4 separate regions of the Mus musculus genome follow, and regions 1, 3 and 4 are each linked to region 2. The links are chromatin contacts, called in public promoter capture Hi-C maps. All regions are on one chromosome and are shown on one strand. Each heading gives the region's core, a stretch centred on a gene start, on an enhancer-like site or on the middle of the called end of the contact. The rest is flanking DNA. Distances are from core to core; before and after follow the strand shown.

Region 1 (7,980 bases), core at 2,691-5,190, 2.2 Mb after region 2:
CAGGCTGTCTGGGAGCTGGCACAGGCCTGAGGAAAATCCCAGACAGCCTGAGTCCTTGGGCCAGCTTGATGTCTGCTTGAGCCCTGCAGAATCACCATACTGGCTCCACCCAGGTAGTCCAAGAACACAGAGTTGGGAGCTCCAACAACTCCTGCCAGAGCACTAGTCTGGGCTGCTGAGCACCCTGAGCTGAAGAGGACAGGGGACAAGGCCCGGTATCCAAATATCTAAACAGAAGAGGTGTCTGGCAGGGATCAAGGGCAAGGAGATAGTAGCTGCTGGACCGGCAGGACTGATGCCTAGGATACATGTTTTAAAATGGCAGTCTGTGTCAAAGGATTCCCTGACAGTTGCTTAACCTCCAGCAGCACCTGTGAGGGTGGGAATTTGGGAGGACAGCTGGAGGCACAGCCAGGCGCCTGTAGGCAGACGCCTCCTGTACCAGCAGCTGCGCTGCTGCCCCTCAGCTGCCCCCTCCACCCTGTATCGGCAGCTCTTCAGGCCAGATCTGAGCTTCCGATTTCCCCTGGCTGCCTTTGGGACACCTTCCCAGACATTACCCAGGCACCCATAAATGGGCAAAGCTGACCTCTATTAACCTCCTCTCCCCCTCCAACCCCCCCCCCCAATTATTAGAATTGTTGCAACCATGATATATGATATACATTGAAAAGCAAGCATACACTAGACAGAAATATACAATGTAACAAATGCTCATAAACACTATGCAACAGAAATAGAAGGCAGCCAGTCCTCAGAAGCTTCCATCACGGCTTCCTTCCGTTCTGTAGGGTTCCATTTGAGTATCATCTTTGCCTCCCTTTCTTGTCACACCACCCCTTTTGTGATCCCATCTGAGCGAGAGACTCTTTCTAAGAGTCTGAGAAGTGTGTGCAGTTCTGTGGTACTGTTATGGTGAAGTGTAATTGGGAGTGTTTGGGGGGGGTCTCCCCTGGATGAGGGGTGAGGCTTGCAGAATTGAGCACCTAGGGGAGGTTTGAGGTTTCCAGTGCAAGAGTCCTAGGGTTTTGTTTTTTGGTTTTATTGTTGTCGAGACTAGGTCTCTACATGTAGTCTTGACTGGCCTGAGACTTATAACAGAAATCAGGCTGGCCCTGAACTCTGAGAGATCAGCCTGCTCTGGCTCTGAGTGCTGGGATTAAAGGCATGCACTGCCATGCCCAGCTAAGAGTCCTGGTTTTGATCCCCTTGGGAACATGCCTCTGTCTGTGCCATCGCAGTATGGGTAGAGGTGACTCCTGACTTAACCAGCAGCTGCTCTTGTCTTGACTGATGCAACCCGTGGGCCCATTTTGCATCAATGGGAGAGAACTCTTACACTAGAGCAGTGGTTCTCAGTCACCCTACAGCTTCAACCCTTTAATACAGATCTTCACGTTGTGGTGACCCCCAACCATAGAATCAATATTGTTGCCACTTCATAACTGTAAATGTTTTACTGTTATGAACTGTAATGTAAATATCTGTGTTTTCTGACGGTCTTAGGCAACCTCTGTGAAAAGTTCTTTAGATAGCTTCAAATGGGTCTCGACCCTCAGGTTGAGAACTCTAGCGGCTCTCACCTCTACTGATCAAAAGCACTAAACCAATCAACTGTCCCTCTGCTGCTGCTCCATGTCAACTTTCACTTTCTAAATCAAACTTTTGCTTTCTGGCCTTCTGTTTTTTGTTTTTGTTTTTGTTTTTTAAAAAAGACAGGGATGGTGAGATGGCTCAGTGGGTAAGAGCACCCGACTGCTCTTCCGAAGGTCTGGAGTTCAAATCCCAGCAACCATATGGTGGCTCACAACCATCCGTAACAAGATCTGACTCCTTATTCTGGAGTGTCTGAAGACAGCTACAGTCTACTTACACATAATAAATAAATAAATCTTTAAAAAAAAAAAAGACAGATAAGACCATGAACCTGGGCAGAAAAGCACAGATCTCTCTGGTCTGCCTCTCCTCTAACAAAAGCAGTTCACATATATTTTCTCAGTTGATGCTCGTTTCTTCCAGCAAGGAGGAGCTATTATTCATTTTACACATGTGGAGACTGGCAGAGCAACACTACAGCCTTTAGTTCCCTCACAGGATGTCTGTCCACTTACCTGTAACTGCTGTTAATCTATATTTACTAGGTGTCTAGTGCAGCCTTCTCTGCAGAGTGAGATGTTTTCTGATGTATGCCACTGAAATAAAATGCTTTTATTTCTCCCTGTAGCGCTGGGGATTGAACCAAGGGCTTCACACCTGCTAGCTGACAGCCTAGCCTTTCTACTTCTTCCCTAGTTTCTTTATGAGACAGGGTTCAAATTGATAAAACTGTGCCGGGTTTTGAGACAAAGTCTCACTATGTAGCCCAGGCTGGCCTAGAACTTCTGATATATATCAGGGTGGCCTCAAACTCAGAGATTACCCCTGCCTCAGCCTCCCCAGGTCTTCAGTGTTGGGATTACAGAGCTATACACCACTTTACCCAACTTTTACTTAGTGGTTTATCTGAGGACAGGCATCTTGTTTCGTTTTTTTGTTTTGTTTTGTTTTAATTGAGTTTTCTTTTTCTTTCTTTCTTTTTTTAAGATTTTATTTATTTTATGTATGTGAGTACACTGTAGTTGTCTTCAGGCACACCAGAAGAAGGCATTACAGATGGCTGTGAGCCACCATGTGGTTTCTGGGAATTGAATTCAGGACCTCTGGAAGAACAGTCAGTGCTCTTAACCACTGAGCCATCTCTCCAGCCCCAGGAATATTGTTATAGTACCCACTGGCCTCCAATTCCTAGGCTCATGTGACCTTTCTGCCTCAGCCGCCTCTGTGCTTGGGGTATAGACATGTACCAGTGCAGTTTTTTGTTTGTTTGTTTGTTTTGTTTTGTTTTGTTTTTTGTTACTGTGTGTGTGTTAGTGTGTTTTAATCATTATGAATTAGACTTTGAGGAATAAATGGTTGGAAGAAGGGGAGGCCTGTCCAGAAAACGGAGCTGGCAGAAAATAGCTCTAAATAGTTGGAGAGGGACCTGTCTAGGGTTCTCAACAAGGACTAGACCAAGTCACAACTGTTCTGGCTCTCAAAGTCACTAAAGCAAAGGGAAGGGCTTGGAGGTGGGCGGTACCCCAGCTCTTGATCTCAGGCTTAAGTAGGGCCTGGCCTTCCTTCCCACTGTTGTTCCAAGAGATTGCAGGAGCATTTTAGAGAGATTGGCTATAAAGCATGATTTTTCACTTCTAGTTGAAATCAATAAAGGTCCCTTTCTCCATGAAGCAAGCTCCACCCCACTTTGTTCTGTGCAGACCTTCTTTAAAGAAATTGTCCTAGGTTCCTCGGCTCCACGTTTAGAAGAAAAGTGACAACCCATCATGTACCAGAGGTTGTGAGGCCAGGAAGTGACTGAGAGGAGTCAGTTGAGCACAAGGTTCTGAGCTAAAGGATGTAAGAATCGGCCTCAGACAGCCTATTTACAAGGAGACTCCACCGTCTTAGAACAGGCGCTACCAATCGCTATCCTGGGATGATGAAGACCGGTGTCTGAATATGCATAAGATTATAAGTAGTGGGACATTCGCTTGTGCTGTCCCCAGTGGCAACTCCTTGAGGAGATGCCACTTGGCTGCAGGGCCCTTACCTGCCCCTTTTATGGACACGAATATTAAGGCAGCCAATAGAGAGCAGCTGGTGTGGGGACCATAGTGTGAAGGCCGACAAATACCGACAGAGAGGGGCCAAGGATCGTTCCCGCCGCAATAGGCCTCGAAGAGTTGCGTCTGCGCAGTGAGAGCGCTCCGGCAAACTTCGGAGGCGGGGAGACCTCGGTGCGCACGCAAGACGCGAGGCGGGGCCAATGCCCCGGGCGCTAGACCCGCTGCACCAGGCGGGGGCGGGACCACGGGCGAGCCTGGGCGGGGCCTCGAGGCCGGTTTGGAATTTTTGGCGCGAGCTGGCTCCGCGCGCGTTCACGGGCGGTTCCCCTTCTTGGAGGGTGCTTCGTCCCGGTGTCCAGAGGCCCCGCTGCCCGACCCCGGCCTGCCTGGCCTCTGTGAGGTCCCCAGCGGCCCCCGCCGACCCGGAACCTGGGACCTCGCTGCTGCGCCACGCTGCGCCACGCTGCGCCACGCCCAGCCTCCCCAGGTGAGCCCACACCCGGGTGAGATCTCCCGGTTGCGCCGCTCTTCCGCCGGCGCCCTGGCCCGCGCTCCTGCCGCGCTGCGCCCCGCGACTGCCCTCCGGCCTCTTCTCAGTATCCGGTCACCCCCCCACCCCCCTGCAGCAGCCCCACCCCTCCGTGTCTGTCACGGGCCGGACTAGCCCTCGGATGACTCCAGGTCAGCGCTGTCGCCCACGCCCCGCCTACTCCCGCGGGTCCCCTGTCCCTTCCCATTGGGCGCTCCTTTTCCAGCACTGCCTCTCTTTCTCCCGCGGCTCTCTGGGAAGAGCCCCTCCACCCCCGGGTGACAGCCTGTTTACGCAATGGTTTGTCAGAGTTCCCCCTCGCCTACCGAACGGATTCAGCAGTGGCCCTGCACGGGAGAAACTCACAGTCTAACGCTAGATGGTGGTCAACAGATGGGTACAGCTCAGTAAGAGGGTGAGGTCCCTGGAAACCCAGTGGCTCAGGGACACTCTGTACTCAGCCGGGACTCCACTACCAACCCTTCTCACCCCATAAAAGCTGTTTGACCAGGCCAGAGGTATTAGAATGTAAATGACCAGTGATGTTGAAATGAAAATGGCATTGAGAGGGAATGGTCTCTCTGGCTGAAACAGAAGGTGATGGACTCCCAGGTGCTAGGCATGGAGACTGTATTCCTTCTTCCTTTAAAAAAAAAAAGTTTTTACTCTTTTTAATGCATGTGTATTTTTGTCTGTTTGTGCCTAGTGCCCACATAGGTCAGAAAAGGGTGTCAGATCCCTTTGGAATTGGAGTTACAGACGCTTGTGTGTCAGGGAATCAAACCTGGTCCTTTGGAAGGGCAGCAAGTACTCTTACCTCCCCCACCCACGTCCCCTTCAAGACTGTAGGTTTAATTAACAAGCATGATCGTGGATCCTTACAGAAGACCTGGGATGGGATTTGTTTTTTTTTTTCTTAGGGTGGGCATCAAATGCAGGACGCTGATGGTGCCAGGCATGTACTCTATCACTAAGCTAAAGGCCACCTCTGGGATGGGATTCTTGAAGTAAATAGATCCATAACAAGAGGGCCTTCCAGCAAGCCTCTTAAGTACTTAACCTAAGTAGTAATTTGATCTAGCTACTACTAGAGGTTAGGTGTGGCTCCTTTGATACATTGTGGCTTCCCCTAAAATGGACACTTTCTATTGCTTTTTTGCCTTTGTTTCAATTACAACATTGGAGCAACCCAACACCCTCTTTTGCCCCAAGGGGCACAAAGATACTGACACCAGGGCACTACTATACTTGAGTCATTTCAACTATTATCTAAAGCACTGATTAAGAAAGACAGCAGTTAGCATTTATGTCTTAAGTCCTTCAGCGTTCTGTATGTCTGTGCAGAGTTGCAGCTCCACAAACTCCTGGTGCCAGGTGCTCTTCATAATTCAAAATATCCCAGATTTAGGACCTGGAGTTATAGTAATAAGTCAGTTGGTTTAGCATTTGTCTAACATGAATCATGTCCTGAGTTTGATATACAGCACTGCATAAACTAAATGTAGTAGGACATGTCTGTGATCCTAGTTCCCTGAAGGTGGTGTCCGGAGGATCAAAACCTCACAGTTTTCCTTGGCTGCACAGTGAGGGAGCTTGAAGACAGCCTAAACTAGAGACACTGTCTCAAAAAAATAAAATAAAATACATCTCAGATTTAGAAAGCACAGATGAACCGGGCGGTGGGGGCGCACGCCTTTAATCCCAGCACTTGGGAGGCAGAGGCAGGTGGATTTCTGAGTTCAAGGCCAACCTGGTCTACAAAGGGAGTTCCAGGACAGCCAGGGCTACACAGAGAAACACTGTCTCGAAAAACAAAACAAAACAAAACAAAAAACAAAAAAAGAAAGAAAGCAAACAGATGTAGGGCTGAGGCTATAGCTCTGGTAGAATGCTTTCCTGACGTGTGTTAGCCCCTTGGTTTGACCTATAATGACTAGTAGCTTTTAAATAATGGTTTGACCCATAAATAAATAATAGCTTTTGAAAAGCCATCCTAAGAAAGCATATATGTATAAGACCACTAGCAAATCTGAGGCATCCATTCCAAGATCAAACACTAATATTTCTGTCAATGTCAGCTAGTGGTAGCTCATGCCTATAATCCTAGCACTTAGAAGGCTGAGGCAGGAGGATTGCTTCAAGTTCAGGATCAGTCCAGGTTACATAGACTTTTCTCAAAACAAAGTAAAACTATAAGTATAGTGAGTGAGAAAGATGAATAAAGTTGATTTTTTTCCCCTGTAGTAATTTTTTTTTCATGTAGCTATCCAGTTGTGTGCCATTCGTTGAAAAGATTCTTCTTTCCTGTTGGTTTGTTTGACATCCTTTTTGCAAATAAGTAATTCCAGCTCTCTGGAGGTTGAGGCAGGAGGCTGTTCAAAGCCAGCTTGAACTACATAATGAGTCCTGTCTTGAGAGGGGGAAAACACACACACACACAATTTTTTTTTTTTTTTTGAGACTGGGTCACTCCATATAGCCCTGGCTGTCCTGGCACTTGCTCTATAGACTATGCTGGCTTCAAACTCACAGAGATCCACCTGCCTCTGCCTCCCAAGTGCTGGAATTAAAGGCGTGCACCACCACTGCCCAAGATGCTCATTGTTTTCAATAATGGAGCCAGCTGAAATTCTAACAGAGATTGTACAATTTAAGCTGAAGGCCTTTACTTTGTTTTGAGAAATGTCTGGTAACACTGTACCATAACTATACACCAGTTCACAACTTCAAGACCATTGTTATGAACAGGTTTCCCCTTTTATTTAGGCCTTTAGTTTTTTGTATATGCACGTGAGGGGTAGGAGGTGTCTCTGCAACCACTAGGACCTGCAAAGGATTGACCTCTGTGAGGCAAGAAGAAAATCCAGTTCAACACGACTCAGTAGCTGGTGTTGGTTCAAACTTCTAGACTTCGACCCTGGGTAGTTTATTATAGGTATATTTAAGTACAGTACAATTTGGAAAAAGGTTTCCTAGTGTAACAGAATCCCCCCCCCCCACTCTGTCCAAGGAAGCATAATTAGATCCAAACACGCCTCAGTTCTCTAGATAGGCTACATGTGCCAGCTCAAGGCCTCGGAAGGATCTGGCGAGCAGTCATCTGGGCTGCTAGCCACCTCTGGTTCTGCTGGGGACATCCTGGGGGAGCCAGGTATGGCCTGGCTCTCTAGCACAGGGGTTAGGTTTTTAGCCACCTCTATTCCCAGCCTTCTGGCTAAAAGAGGTCTGTTTGTTTGAAAAGACAACTGTGTGTGCTTAACATTCCTGGTTTTCCTAGTTCTAGCTATGAGTGCAAGGACAGCTGTGCCCCAGTATATGTCCATTCATTTTGGTTTTGGTAATAGGGATCAAACCAGGGCCTATCACATGCCAGGGAAGTGTTCTGCCACTGAGCCAGTGAGCTACATATCTTCTTCCACCTCCTCTTCCTCTTCCTCTTCCTTTTCTTCCTCCTCCCTCCTCCCTCCTCCTCCTCCTCTTCTTCTCCTCCTTCTCCTCCTTCTCCTCCTTGTTCTCCTTCTTCTCCTTCCTCTTCTTCCTCTTCTTTCTTCTTTCTTTCTTTCTTTCTTTCCTTCTTCTTCTTCTTCTTCTTCTTCTTCTTCTTCTTCCTCTTCCTCTCCCTCCTCCTCCTCCTCCTCCTTCTTCTTCTTCCTTCTCTCTCTCTCTGTCTCTCTCTCTCTCTTTTCTTTCCTTTCCTTTCCTTTTTTTTTTTTTTTTTTTGTTCTAGACAGGGTCTCACTATATATGTAGCCCTGGCTAACCTGGATCTCTCTGTGTAGACTAAATTGGTCTCAACCTCATAAAGAT
Region 2 (7,206 bases), core at 1,749-4,248:
ACCGACATATAAATGTATAACACAGTGTGTGTGTGTGTCTGTGTGTCTGTGTGTGTCTGTGTGTGTCTGTGTCTGTGTGTCTGTGTGTGTCTGTGTGCACATGGGAAAGTATACATCAAATACTGCCTATCTACCTCCTACCTCTCCACTATCCTGGTCCACAATTCCAACAGTCACTCTACTGTGTTCATCTCTATTCATATTGCTTGTGATCCACTGAGATGAACCAGAGCCATATGTGAGACTGTGGGTTTGGAGCCTGATGTGTGCTCGAGCCTAATGCGCTCAGCACAGGATAACAACTAAAGGCAATGATTCTTCTCCTACAGTATATTCATAGCCAACATCTAAGAAATAAAGTGAGCCTTTTCCCTTTCCTAGTCTGTGGTGTTCTGTGAGGCCAGTGCAGGTAAGTGCATTTGCTGTTGGTTACTGGTTATAATAGTTGTATGGTATGGAGTTTAGAGAATGACATGTCTTTCCCTTCTGATTTCCCAACCACCTCTTCTTCCTCATTGTCCTCACATTCAGCAGTCATATAATAATGCTAAGCGTAAAGATATAGTATATATGTGCAGACCTGTGTAGGCCCTGTGTCTGCTACTTCAGTCCCTGTGAGTTCACTTGCACTTGCTTATTCAGAGGGTCTTGTTGTCCTGGTGTCCTCTATCTCTCCTGGCTGTTAACACTCTTTCTGCCTCATCCTCTCTACGGTTCCCTGAGCTCTGAGGGGAAGCATTTGATGGAGACCTCCATGTAGACTCTCTCTTCTCCTGATGTCTGACTTTGGGCTTCTGCATCTGTTCCCATCTGCAGTTGTAGACATCTTCTCACATGATGACTGAATAAAGCACTGATCTATTAGTACAGCACAACAGAATTAGTAGTCGATTTTGTTCATACTTCTATTTCTCATTTTACATGACTAGTGTTTGTTTTATCCTAGGTTTCTGGGCTGTCTAGGCTCTGGTCCTTGGTTATGCAGGCAGGTTGGGTATGACTTTCACCTTTTGGAGTGAGCCTTAACTCAAATCAGACATTGGTTGGCTACTTCCATAATTTCTGTTCCACCATTGCCATGCCATCTTGTGGGCAGGACAGATGGTAGGTCACAAGTTTTGTAGCTGCTGCAGTCATACCTTAAAGCTCCATTTCATTATTGCATTTCACATACTTTTTAATTGTGAGGAAAAATTCAAGATATGCAAACAGAAATTTCTCCCTAAATATAGTGACGATCTGATCAGAAAATAGAATTTGGAAAATCATTCCTTAGATTTCTCTATTCTGTCTTTTCTTCATATACTGAGTACAGTACTGTGATAGACGTTTGTGTTCTTTCTAAATATTCTTTCATTAGTCATGGGCTACCTCAGAGAACACATGGATTATTACATTCAAGTTAGATCTGGTCACCTGTCTGAGGCAAATGAGATTGCCCAGAAACATGGAGATGATATAGCCACAACCATGGTGGGCAAGTGAATGAGCAGGACACAACAGGTGTCCTGCCTGTTGTAACTGTTAGAAGACATTGCACCTTATTGTATCTGAATTACAGTGACTTAACACTAGTATAAAACAAAATTTACTTGACTATGCTGATGTCAGATTGGAATTTTTTTTTTTTACAAATATAAACCTAATGTGAGTCCATGAAGTAGCATTGTTCTGTAATTGCCTTCCTTATATGTAGGTATTCATTCATATTACATCCTTCATTTTCTTCTCAGTGGAGGATACACTGATACCCTTCTGGTAAATGATCTCAGGAGTCATTGTAGAGAGTTGACTTGAGAATAACTGTAAAAGGAAAGTTAAGAAACACAACAGTGTGTGGAACTCAGACAATGGAGGAAAGAAATAAGCAATAGCTGTCCACTGCAGACCTGCCTCAAATCATCTAGAAACTCTGACATCTGGCAGAATATTTGCTTTACATCAATAACTTTTGAAGAATCTAGTGATTCTATCTCTCTCTCTCTCTCTCTCTCTCTCTCTCTTTTTCCCCCCACCCCCCGGAAAGAAAGAAAAGGCCTTTGATGTTTTAAATGGAGCCTTTAATATTACAAAGTCTGGGTCATCAAAACAGTAATCTTCATTATGGTACATTAGTTTACCCAAGTATTGTGAATCTGAGTGCATTAAATTCTTCTTCATCAATTTCTGAGAAAAAATATTTAAAAACAGAAACATGTACTCTGAGTTGCACCCTAAAGCTGATTACTGATTTCTCAATTATTTGTTTCATCTTGGTTTTTCTGAAAATCCATGCAATTATAGTATAAGAAAATGTTAACTCCCCAGAGGTCTACTTACAAATCACAACTGTGTAAGTAATGGAAACATAAAGTTAAGAAACTTGCAAAAGCTTTTAATGAAGTTTAAATCTTAAAACACCGCAATTTATATTAAACTAAAATTATGCAAAGGTAACTGGGGACCACTGATGTGGTTCATAGACATCATAGGCGGGTAGGACTTTTCAATGGCTTCTTCCTTTAAGCTGTTTATCAGGTAGGATTTTTCTTTATTTTAAAACGAAGACTATGTTCCACGTTCCTGAAAAGTCTCTCCCCAAATCAAAATTGCAGTATATGGTTTTGAGTTCTCACGTTTGCATTTTAATAGATGGCATTCTGGCATCTGAATTTAGCCTGTTTTGCTCTTTGGTATATATTATATGGCCCAGAGGCTCATAGTCCAATGGGGGTGTTAGGATGCCTATTTTGTATCTGACGGGTTCAGAACTCACTATGGGGGTCAGATACCGGGATGCTGCGTCATATCAGATCCAGTTCTGGTCCAGGCTCGCAACAAGCAGGTGGGAAGACCGTGCAGATCAAGGCCAGGTCAGCCTTACAGCTGGATCTGTGGGAGGAAGCCTGAGACCGAGTGGGAGGGACTGATTTCCGTGGGGCGGAGCCACTCACCCGGAAGCAGAGGATGGGAGGATGTTACACATTGGCTGGGTGTAGAGGAAGGGTGTGGAGTGGGCGAGTTTAGAGGAGTGACCAGCAGGGATACTGAGATGCAATGTGTGTGAGCCTAAGGAATTGAGGCTAAATAGTCAGAGCCTAAAGTGTTAAGAACGCGTTTCCGGCCTAGGGTCTGCACTGTGTGGAGTCGCGTGGTGCAGACTTGCCTGCAGAGCACACGGCCGGGGTCTCGCGGGACCCGTGAACCCCCAAAGCTACAGGTGCCAGGCGGGGCGTCCTGGGAGAGTCAGCAGCGCCGCGGCGGGAACAGCAGCCTGGCGGCCCTGGAACCTTCCAGGTCAGAGGAGCTGCGGGGCTGCAGAACGGGCGGGAGTGGAGCAGAGCATGATCAATGTCTCCGCAACTCATAAAGATGACAGCTCTCAAAACTGTGCTGTTGGATGTCTTACCCTCGTCGATACATTTTTCAATAATATTGACTGAATAGTGCTATTTTTAATTGATCTTCTACCCTCCACATATTCTCCTACGAATAACCTAGTAGAACATTTAAATTTATCGGTTGATATTTGCAAACGCGGTTCTCTTTGCTATGGTGGAAAGGACAAAGCTCTTGAGATTTTCGATTATCCATACTAACTTCCGTGTGCTACCACTTCCTTATTCAAGAGAGTGGCATATGGACCTAGGGACTATGATTCCATGAAAGCTTCTAGATATTAGTCATGAAAGGAACACCTGCAAATTTAATTAAGAGTACAATTTGTTGTGAGTTCCACAGGTATGGATGTAAACATTAACTTTTAAAAGTCAACGTTTTATCCACCATTAATTTTTCATCTAAAACTCTGTGTATTCACTCTGTGATGTAAATATAGCGTTGTGAAAAGGGTGCCGCCAGGCTTGGTGACACTCATCTTTTATCTCAGCAGTCAGGAGACAAAGACAGATGGATCTCACTGAGTTTGTAGGCCAACCTGATCTACATCGTGAGTTCCAGGACTACCACAGCTACATTGTGAGACCCTGTCTCCAAAAACTTAAATATAAATACAACAACAAGACAAACAAGGGGAAGGAAGAAGGAAGGATGGATAAGAGGGAGGGAAGGAGAGAAAAAAAGTAAGGAAGGCAGGCAAGTCAGACAAAAAAAATTTTTTTTTGTCTTCTTCTGAGTTCTTAATGTTGCAAATTAGAGCCTGGAAAATCACAGTATGCTGTTTGAGGGAATCAGGCTACAGGGTTTTCACAGTTAGACAGCATTTGGTGGTGGTACACACCTATATTCCCAACACTCCAGAGGCAGAGGCAGGTGGAGTTCTTTGCCAGCCTGGTCTACAGAATGAGTTTAAGGAAACCCAAGGCTGCACAGAGAAACCCAGTTTTGCAGCAAAAAGAAAGAGACAGAGAGAATGAAACAAAATTAAAAGGCATTAATTATAGTATATGACAATATTAGAAATAATCTTGTGAATAATTATAACTCATCTACATCAGAAAATATCTGCAATCTTGTTTTGTTAATGGTTCAAGAAAAGCATTCTGCCCATGGACACATGACTAAACTGTTATGGAAAAGTCACCATTGTAGACCAGGCTGGACTGGAATTCATAGATTTCTACCCACCTCTATTTCCTCAGTGCTCACATTAAAGTTGTGCACCAGCAGGAATGTTCAAACTGTTATCTTTTATTTTGTGGTCTGTTGACAATCAGTGGTGTGACTCTGGACTTCTCCCAGGAGGAGGGGCAATGCCTGGTCTCTGCTCAGAGGGCTCTGTACAGACTGCATGTTGCAGAATTGGAACTCTGATTTCTGTGGGTGAAAATAGTTTTCTTGCTGTCTCCCTTGCTCCTCCTTTGGGTTCTTGGCAAATTAGACTGCAAGTATGTGAGATTTCTGTGGATGAGTCTCACATTCTACTGAGTAAGGTGAAATCCTCACAGGAACAAAGACCGATTTCAGGAAATGCTTTCTCTTCTTTGGGGTGTTCCTTTGTGAGTATAAGGCTTCCATAATTTTTAATCCAGGATAAATTTAGAACCTCACTAGTATATAATATTCTCATCCCAGTCATTCAGGTCCATTTCTGCCTCTGAGATTAAACTGGGCTGTGATTGGACGTGTGGTTCAAGTTGTGGTAACTGAAAATATTTTTTTGAATATTTTCAGTACTCCAACACTATGTGACAGTGGGAAGGGTTCACTGTAGAATCCTCAATTTCGTTTCTCTTAACCTACTGAGCACATGTTAGAAATCCAGGTGCTTTCTGAGGAATCTCTTTCTCATGTGCAGGGCTCACTGATCACCCAGACCAGCTCACCTATGGAGCAGAACAAAGAGACCTGGAAGATGGAGAGACAGGAGGCAGTAGCTAAGGATCCAGGTATGTTGGAGGATTGGTGAAGTGATGGCAAGGAATTCAAGTGAATGTGGAAGTGGGTCATGAAATTAGTTTTGCCACATTCTGTGTCACTAGAAATAATTCAGGATTATCTATTTTAGAAGTGAGAAGACTTTCTACAGAAGAACTGATACTAGAAGGGAAATAAAAATTTATTTGACTGTGCATGTGAATAATGCTGTCCTTATTCCATGTACATCACTGATCATGTCTACATACCAATATTAAATAGTTTTCATCTCAGTGTTTTTAATATATTATAGAATGATGAAAACTAATGCCTCTAGGTTTATTTATTGTTTTAAGAATTTCTGATCTTTTGGTATTCTAGCACATTCTCTATATTTTCTTCATTCTGAAAATAATGCCAACTGAGGTTTGGTAAGAATCAAGAGATTCTTGATAAGAATCAAGAGATTTTTGATAAGAATTAAAAAAAAAGAATCAAGAGATTATTTGCAGACTATTAAACTGTGTCTGTTATGTCTTCCCATGGACATCTCCTATTGTCTGTTGTCCTGACAGCTCTAAGTGATTTCCATTGCTCTATTTTTAATATACTTTGAGATCACCTCCAGGTGAGATATTTCTTTCTGGCTCTTTTCTGTTCCTTGGTACTATAGGTTTATTTTTAGTAAAATATGAAAATAGAGTTTTTAATAGGAATTAGTTTTAATAGGAATTGGTTTTTTAGGCCAGATTGTGGTAGTGCAGTCCTTTAATCCTAGCACTTTTGGGGAAGAGGCAGGCAGATCTCAATGAGTTCTAGGCCAGCCTCATCTACAAAATAAGTTCTGGGACAGCCATGGCTACACAGAGAAATGCTGTCTTGGAAAAAAAAAAAATATATATATATATACATATATATATATGTGTGTGTGTGTATATATATATATACACACACACATATATATTGTTGCTCAGTATCTTGTATCTTTAGATATGAAATGGATTTTTTGGTAGGAAAAAAATATTTTAATTTCCGCTTTCAATTTTTTGAATACTGTTTACATCTTTAGCTTAGGAAATGTTATCCATTTACATTTCAAGAAATTGCTGAAAAGATACATTTGGTATTGTTTAGGAACAGGAGTGTGGACACTGACTAGACAGAATTGGAATCTCTGTATATTGAATTTACAGGATCTTATAGCCTGTAATGTAGAGCTTTTTAATAGGTACATATTGGCCACTTCAGCTGCTGTTGAGCATGGAGGATTCAATTCGTTTGCTTATTTATTGGTTATATTATCATTTGTTTCCTTTCTAATGTTTTGATTGATTCTGAATTCTTATTCATTGTTCTGTAGATAGGTAGCTAACGAGTGCGTCTACAGTGTATTCTGTCTCTTTATACTTTTAGTTATTGTTATTTCCCTGGATGTTTTTCATTTTATACAATACTGTTTGTTAGTCGCTGTTCTTATATCAAGTGTTTTCCTCTTTTTGTTACTCTGCAATATTCACTGTTTCAGATCATACATAAAGGTCTGTGATTCTAAGAGAGACTTAAACCCAGGTTCATGTTTTTATAGATGAATAGATAATTTTTCCAGTACCACTGTTTCAAGAGGCTGTCTAGTCTGCAACCCGCGCTTGAGGGATTTTGGTTTTAGTCACATGATCATTGCTATTGGGCAGGTACAAGGTATGCTGCTCCACTCCATTGGGCTGATCTGTAATCACACTGGGATAGCTAAAGCATTTCAACAACTTCCTGAGGTTGTTTTGTACCCAGGAAATTTTTGGGTCAATATAAATTCTGGGTTTCTCTTAGAATTCTAATTCTCTGAAGGCTATTGTGGGAAGTTTAAATATAATGCTATTTGAAATGAAGATATAAATCACTTTCACATATACA
Region 3 (7,227 bases), core at 263-2,762, 2.1 Mb after region 2:
AGGCGTTGGGCTCTGTGCTGAGGACATAGAGCGCAGTAAGAAAACTGGTGCCTACTGGGTGGTCCAGTGAGATCCACCCCACACAGTTAAAAATAAGCTGGATGCTGACCCTAGCAGGGAAACTTAGGAGCAGCCAGAGCAAGGCTGGGCCTAGTCACGACAGTCTGAGACATCAGGGCTTTGGGGGCGACCAGCGCCGAGTTTCCTTGACCCCGCGAGTGATGTAGTGCACTCTAGAACGGGGTGGACACTCCAGATAGCACCACTGATTCCCGGAAGGAATCCTCCTCTGTATTTGGGAGCATGTAACTAAGAAAGCCCATCAATGCAAAGGGGAGAGTTTGACTTTAAAGTGGGCTCCAAAGGGTTTGTGGAGGTAACTTCTCCTGAGAGGCGGGGCGAGGCGGAGGGCGCTGTTAGTAGGACAAAGCCACTAGCAGGATTCTGGTGGGGGAGACTTTTAAAAGCTATATGGACTGAGGAACACTCATCTTTATCACATCTTCTTGTCGGTGTATGTTTTAATTTTTTTCTCACTACATTTATTTATTTACTTATTTATAGGTTGGGTGGGGGCACATGTGGAAGTCAGAGGACTACTTGTGGAAGTCAGTGGCCCAGGTTTTTGTTTGTTTGTTTTGAGGCGGGATTTCATGTAGCCCAGTGACTTCAGACTTCATATTAGCTGAAAGAGGCCTGCCTCCATTTCCCAGATGCAGAGATTACAAGTGTGCACGATCATGCCCAATTTTATGATGTGTGCTTCCTGCTTGGCAGGAAAGCATTCTACCAACTGAGATGTATCCCTTTGGTTTTGAGTTTTTGAGACAAGTTCACTCTGTTACACCAAGCCCATCTGGAATTCAGGGCACTCTTCCAGCCTTAGCTGAACCTGGAAAAGATAGCACTGCAGGTGTAAACCATCACACCTGCCTTCTGTCCCCCTCCTTTTCTACTTTGAGACAAGGTCTCACCACGTAACTATAACCTGTAACTCAATATGTAGACCAGGCTGGTCTTGAACTAATAAGAGATCCACCTGCCTCTGCCTCCTGAGTGCTGGAATTAAAGGTGTTTTCCACTCTAATTGACCTATTTTATTTTCTTACAACTGCAGTCTCATCTGTTCCTTGGAATGCAACCCCCACACCCCAAATCCACCTGGGGCAGGGCCTCATTCCTCAGTTTAGCTCCATGTCCTTAGAGCCTGCTGTTTAATAAACATGTAGATAAATATTTGTTGTATGAATGAAAAGCCAAGCAAAGAGGCCTACACACAGCAAGCACGTAAAACAGAAGCTCTTGGCCCCAAAAGGGCATCAGTCTGTCTCCGCGTAGATGGAGAAGCTCTGGCTTAGAGTAACTTAACTCTTACAGAAGCTTGGCAAAGTTAGAATCTGGAGTCATCACTTTTCCCTTGGTTTGTTTCTGGCTCCTCCCTCTTCCTTACCCCACCCAGACTGGGAGGTGAAGGGTTAATTCCTGGAAGCCCCTTTATCCCCTTACCTGAAAGGGATGGGTCAGGCAGGGAACTTCCTGTTCCATTTCCCGGGATTCCTTTCCCAAACTAGGCTACGCTGCCTCTTACCCTGAATTCTCCCAAGGATCCCCAAACATCTCGGCCTCAGGCGTCGGTACCTGGAGTGGTGAGTTGGAGGGCTGGGGTGTAGGCTTACAGCACTGTGGAGAGTGAAGGGTGTTTCGGGGGACCTACTGGTAGGCTGAGAGCTAGAAAAGTCTTGGTTATAATGAGCGGGTAACTCGTGCTGGAGACTCCAAGGCCACACAGCATGATGCATTTGTGGCCTTGGAGACATGAGGGAGGGTCCCAGAAGTGACGATGCCATGCGTTCCTAGCACCAGAAGGGGATCTCTGCCTTAAAAAAAAAAAAAAAAAAAAAAAAAAAAACAAGTTAACAGAGTTGAGCAAGTTAGACTGCTAGCAGAGAAAGGGGGTTATTTCTTGCAGAGGACCACTCTAGCTCCCTAGTGTGTAGGTGGATTTTATAGCAGTACCTACATACAAATTTAGACCGGCCAGATTTCACTAAAGAGCTTTCTCGCCCCACACCCAGCCAACCCCCTACAGAGGTGCATATTAATAGGCCTTTTGTCCTGGAGACCTGGGGGAGGGACAGGCTTTCTAAGGCCTACTTGCCTGAATTCCATCTCTTGGAAACCTCTGGCAAGTCCTCACCTAGAAATTCCAGCTGCTGTGTGGTTAGGCGGGCCTTTGACCAGAATCTAGAATTCTCTCTTTCTTATCTATGCTGTCATACTCCAAGCTAATACTGGCAAAATTTCATGGGGTAGGACGCAAATAGTGGGTTCGGAACCCCATTTCCACTTTAGCAAGCAGTATTGCAGCACCGGGTGAAGCTGTGAGTAAATCACCTTGGACTCTCTGAACCTGTAGGATTAATAGGTTGATCTAGCAAGTGAGTCCGGGCGGGATGAAGTGAGCAGCAGGCAACTGACTGGGCTGCTAAACGCTTGGAACTCACGAGCATCTGCTGCAGAGTGGCCAGAGTGACTTCACTCTCTAATTGTTTTTATTTTTTTAAGGTTTATTTATTTTATATACAGAGGGTTTGTATGAATGTGCATCTGCGCACTATAAGAGGGAACTGGGTCCCACCAACAGTTGGGAGTTGCCATGTGAGTTCTGGGACTTGAAGTCTCATGAGCTCCGGAAAAGCAGCCACGCTCTGAGCCTGGAGCGCCTCCATATCATATTTCATATGCTTCTTCAGACAGCGAAATGCAATGCTGTTTCCTGTGTGTGTGAGCCAGAAATTAGGGCTCGATGTGCTGGCTGGGCACAGGCCCTGAAGATACTACTCCAACCCCTCTTTGTGTTTTTATTTTTGAGAAAGAATCTCACTAAGTTGCCCAAGCCAGCTTTGTACTTCACTTAAGTCCAGGCGAGCCTGAAACTTTCAGTCCTGCCTCACCTGTGGCTGGCTCCATAACCTCTCTCTCCTTTTCCTTTTTGTTTCTAATATGTTTGTTGTTTTCTGAGACAGAGTCGTGTATCCTTGAATCACCAACTGAGCTGAGGATGACCTTGAACTCAATTGATCTTCCTGTCTCTACCTCCCAAGTTCTAGGATTTAGAGGACATTTGTATACTGGGGATTGGACCCACGGCTTCCCACATGTTTGGTAGGGCTAGCACTCTACTAAGAGAACTACATCTCAAGTCTCATCCTCCTAGTTTTTGGGTGTTTATTACAGATTTTTTTTCCCTGAACCGTACTTTGATTCTTAGGACTTCAAAACTTCAAAGTGGCAACTACTACTACGTAGTACTATTATTATTGCTGTTCCATTGCACGTGTTCAAGTCATTAAAGTAAATCACTTCAAATGACAGGCAAAAACTTACTGAACTCGAAACAATGCCTCTTGCTCAAGCCAGGAGAAGAGATTGCAGTGAGCAGTGATTAGGGTACAGCAGCCAGTGGGTGATGTGTTTCAGGGCCCCTGAACTGGACGAGGTCATTGCAATAGAAAAAGCACCTATGGGATGAAAGCTCACACTGGACAGGCTGTGTTTGGGAGGCAAGGGATCAAGATGGAGACAACCTGACCCAGGGCAGGAGTTAGGCCTGGGTCATCATTTTGCACCACATCCCTCTTTCCCAAGGCTAGTTTAAAATTCTGGATTTTCTGTAATACTTCCACCCAATACAGCTCTCCTACAAAGGAAATTTAGAGAGCTCTCTTCATCCTGGACACTATCTATACAAAATTCAGGGCAGAGACACTTTGCCTAATCTGGATACCTTTGATAAGATGTTATAATTAATAAGAATGAGAACAATGACCACAAGTCCGCCCGCCACCCCACCCCCCAAACCCCACCCCCACCCCACCCACCGTCTGCCCACAGTGCAGCAGCGCTCCTTGTGTGGTGCTGCTCTGGGCTGCAGTTACTGGAATGGAAAGTTCTGCCTAAGGCTCTGGTCCCATCCCCCTATCGGAACTCCCACTGTTTGGGGGGTTGGGGTGGGTAAGGAGATCAGCTTGGGAGAGACAGCCAAAGTGCCGCTGCCACTTTGTTTTAAGAAACTTAAACTGGCCGGGCATGGTGCCACACACTTTTAATCTGGAGGCAGAGGCAGGCGGAAAGAAAGAAAGAAAGAAAGAAAGAAAGAAAGAAAGAGAGAAAGAAAGAAAGAAAGAAAGAAAGAAAGGAAGGAAGGAAGGAAGGAAGGAAGGAAGGAACTTAAACTGGAAACTGGTTGAAGTGTGGCACCGTAGAATATTTGCCTAGTATTCCTGAGACTGAGTTTTGGGTTCCATGCCCAGCCTGGAAAGAGGAGCTAACCCTTCTGTACAGTGCTGAAAGGTTTCATTGATCTGGACTGAATTGATTTGAGTCTAGTCCTTAGGAAGGAAGGAGTAGCCCTCTGAGCTAGAGAAAAAGGTGGCACCTAGTGCCCCCTGTTGGACAGTCAAACACTTTCCATTGCTAGCTGGAGGAGAAAGTGAGTGAGAGTTGTTACCACACTAGATGAAGAACAAGCTGATCGCAAAGCTAGGCAGTGGGACTCTTGTGACTCCCTAGCCCACAGCTCTATTGTAGTGTACTCAAACTCATTTTTCACATGTGAAAGGGAGGGAGTGGATTATAAATCTGAATTTTTTCAAAGTTGTATTTATTTATACATGCGTGTATTACACTGTGTGCTTACCTGGGATCCCTGGAGGTCAGAAGAAGAGAACATTGGATCCCCTGGAAATGGAGTTACAGATACATGTAAGCCCCCAAGTGGGTGCTGAGACAGGACCCATGTCCTTTGCAAGAGAGGCAGCAAGTGTTCTTAACCACAGAGATGTCTCTCCAGCTCCAAGAGATGAAATGATTTTCTCCTTAGTCTCTCTTCCACAGAGCCCCTAGTGGATGCATTAATAGGGCAGGTAAAAGGTCACACCACATCTCTATGGGTGTACAATAGGACAATCATCCAGAAAGGTCCAGTTTCTGTTTGTGAGAATGTGTGTGGTGCATATGGCCCCATATGTGCACACCTATAGGAATGCAAAGAAAGACAGCACTGGGATGCCCCACTCTAACTGCTGGCTAGCTCTAACTAACTGTCCTTTGGGTTAGATATCTTCCTGGGCCTTGGTCTTTCCCACCAATCCTCCTGTCTCTGCCTCCAACATTGGTAGGTCAGAAATGTATGGGAACATTTCTTGCTTGTTCTGTGGATACTGAGATCCGAGCTCTGAGCCACGGCTTTCATGGCAAGCGCTCTCGATCGCCACCTATCTACATCCCCACCTTTGCCAATTCCACCCCACCCCAGACTAGCCTAAGACTTGTTATATAGCTGCTGAGGGTGACCTGGGACTCCTGGTCTTCTTGCCTCCTGTTTCTGTCTGTAGGCCTGCCTCACTATGCCCAGTTTATGCGGTGCTAGCATGCTGGGCGAGCTCTCACCTACTGAATCACAGCCCCTTCAGCCCTCCCTGATTTTTTTGCCCTTGCATGATTACTCTGTTTTCACCTTCTGCTGTGAGTGATCACCCTTGATAAAAGGAAAGGACTCCTCAGAAAGCCACATTAATTTTTTTTTTTTCTGGTTTTTCAAGAGAGGGTTTCTCTGTGTATCCCTGGCTGGAATTCACTTTGTAGACCAGGCTGGTCTCGAACTCAGTAATCCGCCTGCCTCTGCCTTCCGAGTGCTGGGATTAAAGGTGTGTGCCACCACACCTGGCTTCAATTTTTTCAAAGATTTATTTATTTTATGTATATGAGTACACACTTGCTATCTTCAGCTGGTTGTGAGCCACCATGTGGTTGCTGGGAATTGAACTCAGGACCTCTGGAAGAGCAGTCAGTGCTCTTAACCTCTGAGCCATCTCTCCCCCCCTGCCACATTCAATTTTTTATTTTACTTTTTATTTTTTTACTGTGTGGAGGTGTTTCGCCTGCATATATGCCTGTGTATTGTATGAGTACAGTGCTCTTAGGGCAAGAAGAGGTGTCAGACCTCACTGGAACTGGAAATCTGAAAGCAACTCAGGTAGAGGTTGGCTTCCCCGCAGTATACTGTGCTTTTGTGTGCCTTTTCTCATGCAGATACGCTGGCCTGAACTCCTGGTCCTCTAGACTCCACATCCTGAGCGCTGGCAAAACAGGTGCCTGGCTCCTGTCAGATCTTAACGCAGTATCTTTAGCTCCACAGGTGCAGGAGGAGCTGAAGAAAGGGATTTAAGAGCGGCCCAGGTGTGGGAGTTGTGAAAGATGCTGGCGGAACCAGTCCCTGATGCCCTGGAACAAGAGCATCCCGGAGCAGTGAAGTTGGAGGAGGATGAAGTTGGCGAGGAGGATCCCAGGCTCGCAGAGTCCAGGCCTAGGCCTGAGGTGGCCCACCAGCTTTTCAGATGCTTCCAGTATCAGGAAGATATGGGGCCACGGGCATCCCTGGGCCGGCTCCGGGAACTCTGCAACCACTGGCTGCGACCGGCTCTGCACACCAAGAAGCAGATCCTGGAGCTGCTGGTACTGGAGCAGTTCCTGAGTGTCCTGCCCCCGCATGTGCTGAGCCGGCTGCACGGCCAACCGCTCCGGGACGGAGAGGAGGTGGTACAGCTATTGGAGGGCGTGCCCAGAGACATCAGCCACATGGGGCCACTGGTGAGATGGGGGGTGTTACAGAGCTGTGGGGGTAGAGGTGAGTGGAAAGAAACTGGTAACCTCGAGAAGAAACCTGCAAATTCCACTGGCCTCCATCTGTGACTAGACCCTAGCGCTCGTGCTGCCCATCACCACAAAGGCAGTGAGCATAGCTAGAGTTGATCCTTTCAGTGGCGCTTTATACAGAGAGCCAGTTTTCGAAGGCAGCAGATTAACATCTGTGGGGGGGCAGGGGGATTGGTTTTTTGAGACAGGGTTTCTCTGTGTAGCCCTGACTGTCCTGGAACTCACTCTGTAGACCAGGCTAGCCTCGAACTCAGAAATCCACCTGCCTCTGCCTCCCGAGTGCTGGGATTCAAGGCGTGCTCCACCACCATCTTAATCAAAACTGGAAAACTGCCTTTTATCTCCAGGCAGCAAGAAGGGGGAGGGGCTACGGTCATCAACCATTTCTGCAGTCACATTTCAGGATTTTGTTGTTGTTTGTTTGTTTGTTTTTGTTTTTTGTTGGTGGTGGTTTTGTTCTGTTTTTATTTTGGGTTTGGTTTTTGTGAGTTTGGTTTGTTTGTTTGTTTG
Region 4 (7,440 bases), core at 1,883-4,382, 2.7 Mb after region 2:
CATAGAATTAAAAATGATTAATCTTCAAAGAAGCAGCAGCAGCCGCCACCACCAGATGACTTAGTATCTTAAAAACCAAGCAAAGAGCCAGGCATGATATTATGTGAGAGGCTGAGACAAAGGGCCAGCCTCAATTACAAAAACAATCTGGACTCTTTGAGACCTTGACTCAAAGCAAATTAAAAAACAAACAAACAAACAAACAAACACCAGGCAAAATGGCTGAGTGGGTAAAACGCACTTGCCAACAAGCTATCTCATGACCTGAGTTTAATTCTCAGGATCCAAAGGATGGAAGGAGAGCTATGATGCCCACAAGTTGTCTTGACATCTGCTTGCATACCATGCACTGCATGCATGCAGGCCCACATAGGTTTTCGTGCTCACACACACACTCACTCACACACTCACATACACACAATTTTCTAGAAGAGCACTTTGAAAGGCAAAGTGAGAGCATGCAGCAGAAACGAGATAAATGAGGCTGGAGAGGAAGGTAATGATGAATCAGGGGTGGGCAGGGTGGCAGACATCCTGTCTGAGGTGCCTGACCTTCATCAGCTAACAGATCTGAAGCAGAAAATCATCTGAAGCCATCAGATCTGTCTATGTCTGAAGCATAGGCTAGAAGAGTAAATCTTAGAGAAAGAGCAGGTGGTTTCAATGAACCGGATCTTGATGAAGATACCCAAGTAGTAGCTGGGCAAGTGAGCAAGCCCCTCAGTGAGAAGGGCCCTGGAGGAATTAGGAGACATAGTAGGGAGGGTGTTTGAGGGTAGGTCTCCTGATGTCTAATGCAACGGGGTATTTCGTTTTTAAACTCAAGGCTGCCCAGTCTCAGCCATCACCTCCTACCTGCTTCCCAAGGCCTTTAGTCTAAAAGTGTTTTCTGAGAGTCTGTGAGGTAGCTGGACTACAGTGGGGCACCAGGGTGAAAAACCTTAGGACTATTCCTACTAAGGGAGAACCCCAGCCTTGCACCTTGCCAGTTGAGCCTGCTGCATGAGGAAAACACAGCGGTGGAGAAGGGGCGTGGGGGCAGGGCTCACAGGAGCAAGGCCTTCCGGGAAGCGCCCAGGAGGACCTGGCACACTTATAGCTGCTGGAATGTGCCTGAGGGGAAAGAGAAGCAGCTTAGCTTAGCAAGGGAATGGTAGTAGGGGGCACATCCTGACACCTGTCACCTTGATAGACGACTCTGGGTTTTGCCAGAGATCAGCTGGGAGAACCAAGTACCTTTCTGCAGTAGGACCATAGGTTGCCCTTGTAACCGTGGAGCACTGTGGGAGAGTTCCAGAAAGACATCCCTTGTTGACATTCAAGGAATGCTTGACATTGTCAACCACCCACTGACTGTTCTCACTCTCCATTTAATGAAACTGAGACTCAGAAGTAAGGTTGTCTTGAGTCTTCCAAGGGTGGCAAGTCAAGGGGCCAGAGTGACGCCTATGCAGCCCAGGGCACAGCCCACACTCAATACCCACAGTTCCCTCCTCTGCTTCTGTGTCTACACAACCAGAAAGGAAGCCACGGGCAACCACACACTCCCTGATCCTGTCCTGGAAGAAAAACTGGCTGCGGCGATTGACAACAGGAACAGAGAAAATCCATTCGAGTATGGATAACAGCATTCATTTACTAAATTCGTCAACTGTGTTGCATAAGAGAATACCACGTTTTTAAAGCAAGAGTTCAGGTCTAAGGGATAAACCCGCAGAGAACACATGAAGACAGCAACCTAAACAAGCTTCCTTAAAACTGGGAAAACTAGCCTGGCGTGGTGGCACACGCCTTTAATCCCAGCACTCGGGAGGCAGAGGCAGGCAGATTTCTGAGTTTGAGGCCAGCCTGGTCTACAAAGTGAGTTCCAGGACAGCAAGGTCTATACAGAGAAACCCTGTCTCGAAAAAACAAACAAACAAACAAAAACCGGGAAAACTGTGGGAGAACCTTACATGAAATTTGGAACAAGACAACAGACCTCCTGCTAAGATAGAAGGTGGAAGGGTGAGGACAGAAGCCAGTCCACAGCAACAGCAGCTCTTTCTGAAAGGCTTTTTCATGTGAGTCACACAGCATAAGCAGGTTAGGGAGGAAGAGCTAGACAAGAGACAATGGCTGTGGCAGAATTCCAGGCGACCTTAGTTCAGGAGACCCAGAGGCTGCCTACAGGGCGTTGGGAGGGCGTGGCAGATGAGAACCGGGGCAGGAAACGTGAGGACAACCGCACTGGCAGTTGCAGAGACCAGGCAGAACCCAACTGAAAGTGAGGCGGATCCCCCTCGGACCCAAGTCCAGGAAGCCCAGATTCGGGTGAAGGAAGTGGTCCTTTCCTGAGGGCCCCTTTGCTCAGGGGTAGAACGGCCTCATCTCACCTTGTGATAAACCTCTGGTGGGGAGGTGACCAGGGTGGGACAGAAGGAGGTGACACCGTGGGACAGGAGCCTCCGGGCCACTAGGGCGACCCCCGAACCCACGTCCTCCGTAGCCTTGGAGAAGTCAACACCAAATCCACCTGTGGCCACAGAAAACAAGGGGGGTAGCACAGTGCTCGGAGCTCCTGCCCTGGGTTCCCTGGCCCGAGCCAGGCCGCACCGTTGATCTGCACATCGATAAAGCCAGGCGCCAGGATGCGGCCTCCGCAGTCCCGCTGCTCATCAGCCACACGCCTCTCCTCAAAAAACAGCTTTTCTGGGTCCAGGATTCGGCCCCCGCGCACCCACAGATCCTCCCTGAGGGCAGAGTAGTAGGCACTTGGATCACCACCAGGCCCTGGAACCAAACCCTAGTTCTATCTCGCACCCAGCTTGTCCCTGCACCCACTATTCTTCTTGGTCCCGGCCACACACCCACGATAGTCCCGCCCTCCACATTCCTGCCCCTTTCAGGGCTTATGCCCTACACTATCCCCATCTCTGCACCCCGCACTGGCGTATCATCAGCTCTATACCCAGCCTAAGCCTGCACCATGCAGCCCAGACCTGAGGAGCGTGCCGCCACGCAGGATGCGGCAGTTGGTGAACTGGAGCACCGGGGCCCCCGCTGCGCACTGCCCGCTACGCATCGTGAGTCGCGCCGAACCCAGCAAGCTTTGGGCGCAAGCCGGCAGAGCCCGGAGCAGCCGTAATCGGAAGCGGGGCCAGGTCGCATCACGTGACTCTCAGCTGAAGGGGCTGTCACGTGGCCGCGGTGCTCACGTGGTGGCGACCACATGATGACAAACCCTGCCAGGCCCGCCCACAGAAGCGCCAGAACACAAGCCAGTCACATCCGAGAACTTTTATTGGACACAGCTGGGAGCCAGCTCTGAGGAGCAGTAGCACTCTATCCTCCACCCTGGCTGTTCAGGGCAGGGGGAAGGGTGGCTCCATCCAAGGAGTCTCAGCAACAGGAACCCCACAAGGCAACAGTCTACTAATGATTACTATATAGTTGGGAGACAGGAGCTGCTCCACAGACGCATGAATAGGTCAAATCTTTTATAAATAAACATCCAGTGAAGAGAAAAATGACAACTCTAGTTCATTCTTATACACAGGAGCACTCTAGGGCGATGGGTGGGGTAACCAGAGGCTGACTTCGTCACTGGTCAGGGGCCTGGGTGGGAGATGAGTGGGCCCGTATGTCCACAGCACGGTGCAGTAGGGGCAAGGCGGGGGCGACAGACAATGGGCACTAGGACACTGCACATTTACAAGACCAACTACTGAGGGGCAGCTGCCCGTGCATGTGTCAGGCTGTTCGTTCTGGAATGAGGAGGGGTGATCTTTACATCCTATCCTGTGACTGATGGTGGAAAAGGACTACTTTGTGGAGAGGATTAGGGCCACGATGAGACCGTAGAGGCCAAGCACCTCCGCAAAGATGAGGATCAGGATCATGCCCACGAACAGTCGAGGCTGCTGGGCAGTGCCCCGAACACCAGCATCTCCGACGATGCCAATGGCAAAGCCAGCAGCCAGGCCACTCAGCCCCACACTCAGGCCAGCACCCAGTTGAAGAAAACTCCTGGGGAGAGAAGAGACACAGGTTGTCAGCAATCTGCCTGTCCACAGGACAATGAAGCACTTCACCTGGGAGGAAAGGCCCAGCACTCACCTGTAGAGGGTGATGCCATCAGTCAGGGAGTTAGCGATAAGTACTGCCACCACCAGGCCGTAGATGGCGATGATCCCAGCCATAACCACTGGGATGATGGACTTCATGATCAGCTCTGGCCTCATGACTGACATGGCTGCGATGCCAGTGCCACTCTTGGCTGTGCCATAGGCGGCTCCCATGGCTGTGGGAGGAGAGAGTAAGTGAGCCCAGAGCAGCTTTTTCCATTCTGCTCCCCAGGTTCCCACCCATTACAAGAACTGAGGCGGGCAGCCAAGCAAGAGCAGCAGCCACTTCTCTTCCCACTAGCAGAGCCATACCTCCAACCTCCTGCTCTACTTCCGCCTGCAGTTCTTCCTGTGGTCATGGGGGCTCGTTTGCTGTGAAACCAGACTTTGTTCCCTAGCACTCCCCTTCCCTAGCTTGTGATCTCTGGCAACATAGTCACGTGGAAGAGGCGGCTGGGCCAAGGAGAGCCTTGCTCGAGACTCTGGCAATCCCTGTCCCACACCCTAAGCTCCAGGCACTTCCAGCATAAGAGCTACATGTCAGCTGCCCAGAGGCCACTCCAGTGTCAATCAGTTCCTGCCTAGAGTCTGCCTACAGTGGGGCCTTCAAGCCTTCCCAGACAGGACAACAGAGTTATATCTGTTTCTTCTGGTACTGCCCCCCCACTTCAACCTCTCCAAGAGAGACTGCTACCCTTCCGGACTTTGTTTCCCTCTCCTATCTTCAGGTCTTGAACTCCAATTCTTCTCATTTCTGCCACTTGTCCTCAGACCCTATAAGAAATATTGAGCTACTAATATGGCTGACACTGGAGCCTCCAAAATCTTTGCCCAGGGCACCCATGGCCATTGTGGGGGAAGTTGTGCATAACCCAATACACAGAAAACAACATGGGCCAGAGGTAAAAGAGACATGAACAGCTCCAGCCCCTCCTCTATATGACTTATGGATCTCACGGAACCACAAGATGTCTACTGTGTGCCCATCACTGAGTAGGGAAAGAGTCAGAGACCTCTGCCTTCTCAGAGCTCAGGAACAGCAAGAAGACAGTGACCCAACACAACAACATATTCAGCAAGGAAAGAGAAAAGGCCTAGGGGAGCTATGGTGAGGGGAGGAGGGTCTAAAAACAGATCACAGAAACCAACCAAGTATACGGGAAGGTGGTAAAGTGAGCAGCAGAGGCAAACCAAAGGGCAAGGTTCCTGACAGCACATTCAGACCCATGCACGACAGGACTAGGGGAGATCAACTGGAGGACTAGGGGAGATCAACTGGAGGACTCGGGGAGATCAACTGGAGGACTAGGGGAGATCAGCTGGAGGACTAGGGGAGATCAACTGGAGGACTAGGGGAGATCAACTGGAGGACTAGGGGAGATCAACTGGAGGACTAGGGGAGATCAACTGGAGGACTAGGGGAGATCAACTGGAGGACTCGGGGAGATCAACTGGAGGACTCGGGGAGATCAACTGGAGGACTCGGGGAGATCAACTGGAGGACTCGGGGAGATCAACTGGAGGACTCGGGGAGATCAACTGGAGGACTCGGGGAGATCAACTGGAGGACTAGGGGAGATCAACTGGAGGACTCGGGGAGATCAACTGGAGGACTAGGGGAGATCAACTGGAGGACTAGGGGAGATCAGCTGGAGGACTCGGGGAGATCAACTGGAGGACTCGGGGAGATCAACTGGAGGACTAGGGGAGATCAACTGGAGGACTAGGGGAGATCAACTGGAGGACTCGGGGAGATCAACTGGAGGACTCGGGGAGATCAACTGGAGGACTAGGGGAGATCAACTGGAGGCAGAACAGACAGCTTGTCTTTTCTACAGATTCTTAGAGGCCCAGACACTGTCCAACAAAGATCTGCATCTTCAATCCCTGAGTCCACTTCAAGAGATAGTTCCTGGAGCCATTCTGGTCACAGTGCATTTCTTGGGCCCTACTGAAAGCCAAGTCCATGCTGAGCTGTATCACGTAGTACAGAAAGTGTGTGTTCCAAGGGCTCACACTTCTGAGGCATGCTTGAAAACACCAAGAATACAGGTTGCCGTGCAGTACTTTAAAGGTGAGATCTCAACACAACTCTGTACCCCAAAAGGTGATACTCCAAGAAAGGTGAGTGAGTCAGGTCCTTCCCCAAAGTATAGATCATGGAGCTGAGGATGGGTGACAAGAAGATAGAGGATGGAAAACAGGGACACTGTCGGAGATCAGGGCAAAAGGAGGAAAAAAATTTAGCCCAGGCCCAGACAGTAGCAGCTACCCAGAAGAGCAAGCATGATAGGCTGCAGAAGGGAGACCTGCTGAGAATGCTAATTTAATACAGCATGGTCTGGAGGCACTTCCAGGAAATCAACAAATACAGGGAGGAAGTCACAGAAAATACAGAAAAGAAGTAACTGGCAGTTTCATGGAGAACATGATGAGGAAAGAACAGGATATTTGTCATAAGGGAAAAAAAGGGAAGTTAGATTGTTAGCATGAAACGGAGGCCTCAAGGATGCGTTAAAGAACAATGGTCTGAAAACTTGGTTAGTTAAGTCCAAGGGAGACCAAGGGTCAGTCACTGAGACGAAGCTTGGAATTCTCCCAGCAGCAACATCAGAGGCTGGAAGGATTTCTTTACGTAATGGGAGGACAAGACATTGTACAGAATAGCATGCCTAAAAGGAAAAAAAAGAAGTCAGAAGGTGATTCAGCTGGACAAGTAAGAGGCTAACCCCCACAGGACTGTGAGACGCTGGTGTGAAGGATCAGACAAGGAAAGCCGAGGTCAGCTTGCAATAGTGCAGACACACCTGTTGGCCAGCTTTAGCACATGCAAGGTCTTCATACAAGAGATCCTAGAAGCTGGGTGCAGAAAAAGAACTGTGGAGAAATTTGGAGTTGCAGGAGCCATCGTGACAACCAGAGCATGACACCCACATGGTCAGGGATATATTGCTGTGTTCCCTGAGACTCCTCCACTATCTGGGAAACAGTATGGACTCAAGAAAGATTTGCTGGATTAATTTATGAATGAGTGACAAAAATTAATCATAGGTGGCTAAAACAGGGGAACCTATGGACACATTATTCTGGGTGCAAAGAGCAGAAAAACATGCTTGGCAGCTTTCTCTAAGGAGACCTGAAGTGTGGGGAGAAGAGTCGTGGTGGGAGAGGAGGGAAGGAGAAGTCCAGGCCACATCTCCCACCACAAATGACCACTTACTCTAATGCTGTGGGTACAGCAGGGCTCTCTCAGCAGCACCTGACAGGTCCAGGCAGGGGAGGTCACCACTGACAGACAACCCTCTACCCCAATCTGCACCCTACAGGTGTTTAC

Evidence for each region. Promoter capture Hi-C pulls out the DNA fragments that hold promoters and counts their contacts.
Region 1: a promoter capture Hi-C map of the HPC-7 cell line shows a contact between it and region 2, with 8 times the contacts expected there. The contact joins the promoter of 1520401A03Rik here to the promoter of Zfp53 in region 2. A contact is called at or near these places in 9 of 39 promoter capture datasets (the 3T3-L1 cell line, 3T3-L1-derived adipocytes, the HPC-7 cell line and 5 more).
Region 3: a promoter capture Hi-C map of pre-B cells shows a contact between it and region 2, with 10 times the contacts expected there. The contact joins the promoter of Zscan10 here to the promoter of Zfp53 in region 2. A contact is called at or near these places in 8 of 39 promoter capture datasets (the 3T3-L1 cell line, 3T3-L1-derived adipocytes, the C10 cell line and 5 more) and 1 of 115 datasets of contacts at active chromatin or transcription factors (large pre-B cells).
Region 4: a contact with region 2 is called in a promoter capture Hi-C map of pre-B cells, with 2.9 times the contacts expected there. The contact joins the promoter of Amdhd2 here to the promoter of Zfp53 in region 2.

Annotation. Positions count from the first base shown.
Region 1 is chr17:23,722,511-23,730,490 of GRCm38.p6, forward strand. It overlaps 1520401A03Rik (elastin), which reads right to left and starts at 3,941. Exons shown (of 41, transcript XM_017317755.2): 1 at 3,629-3,941. Pkmyt1 (protein kinase, membrane associated tyrosine/threonine 1) reads left to right here and starts at 3,826. Exons shown (of 8, transcript NM_023058.3): 1 at 3,826-4,131.
Region 2 is chr17:21,485,990-21,493,195 of GRCm38.p6, forward strand. It overlaps Zfp53 (zinc finger protein 53), which reads left to right and starts at 2,999. Exons shown (of 5, transcript NM_013843.3): 1 at 2,999-3,276; 2 at 5,237-5,327. The coding sequence starts at 5,267.
Region 3 is chr17:23,599,314-23,606,540 of GRCm38.p6, forward strand. Zscan10 (zinc finger and SCAN domain containing 10) reads left to right here and starts at 1,513. Exons shown (of 7, transcript NM_001289481.1): 1 at 1,513-1,646; 2 at 6,192-6,651. The coding sequence starts at 6,259. It also overlaps a transcript of Zfp13 not described here.
Region 4 is chr17:24,160,601-24,168,040 of GRCm38.p6, forward strand. Amdhd2 (amidohydrolase domain containing 2) reads right to left here and starts at 3,133. Exons shown (of 11, transcript NM_172935.4): 1 at 2,982-3,133; 2 at 2,596-2,732; 3 at 2,376-2,515. The coding sequence starts at 3,064. It overlaps Atp6v0c (ATPase, H+ transporting, lysosomal V0 subunit C), which reads right to left. Exons shown (of 3, transcript NM_009729.4): 2 at 4,099-4,282; 3 at 3,265-4,008. The coding sequence ends at 3,804.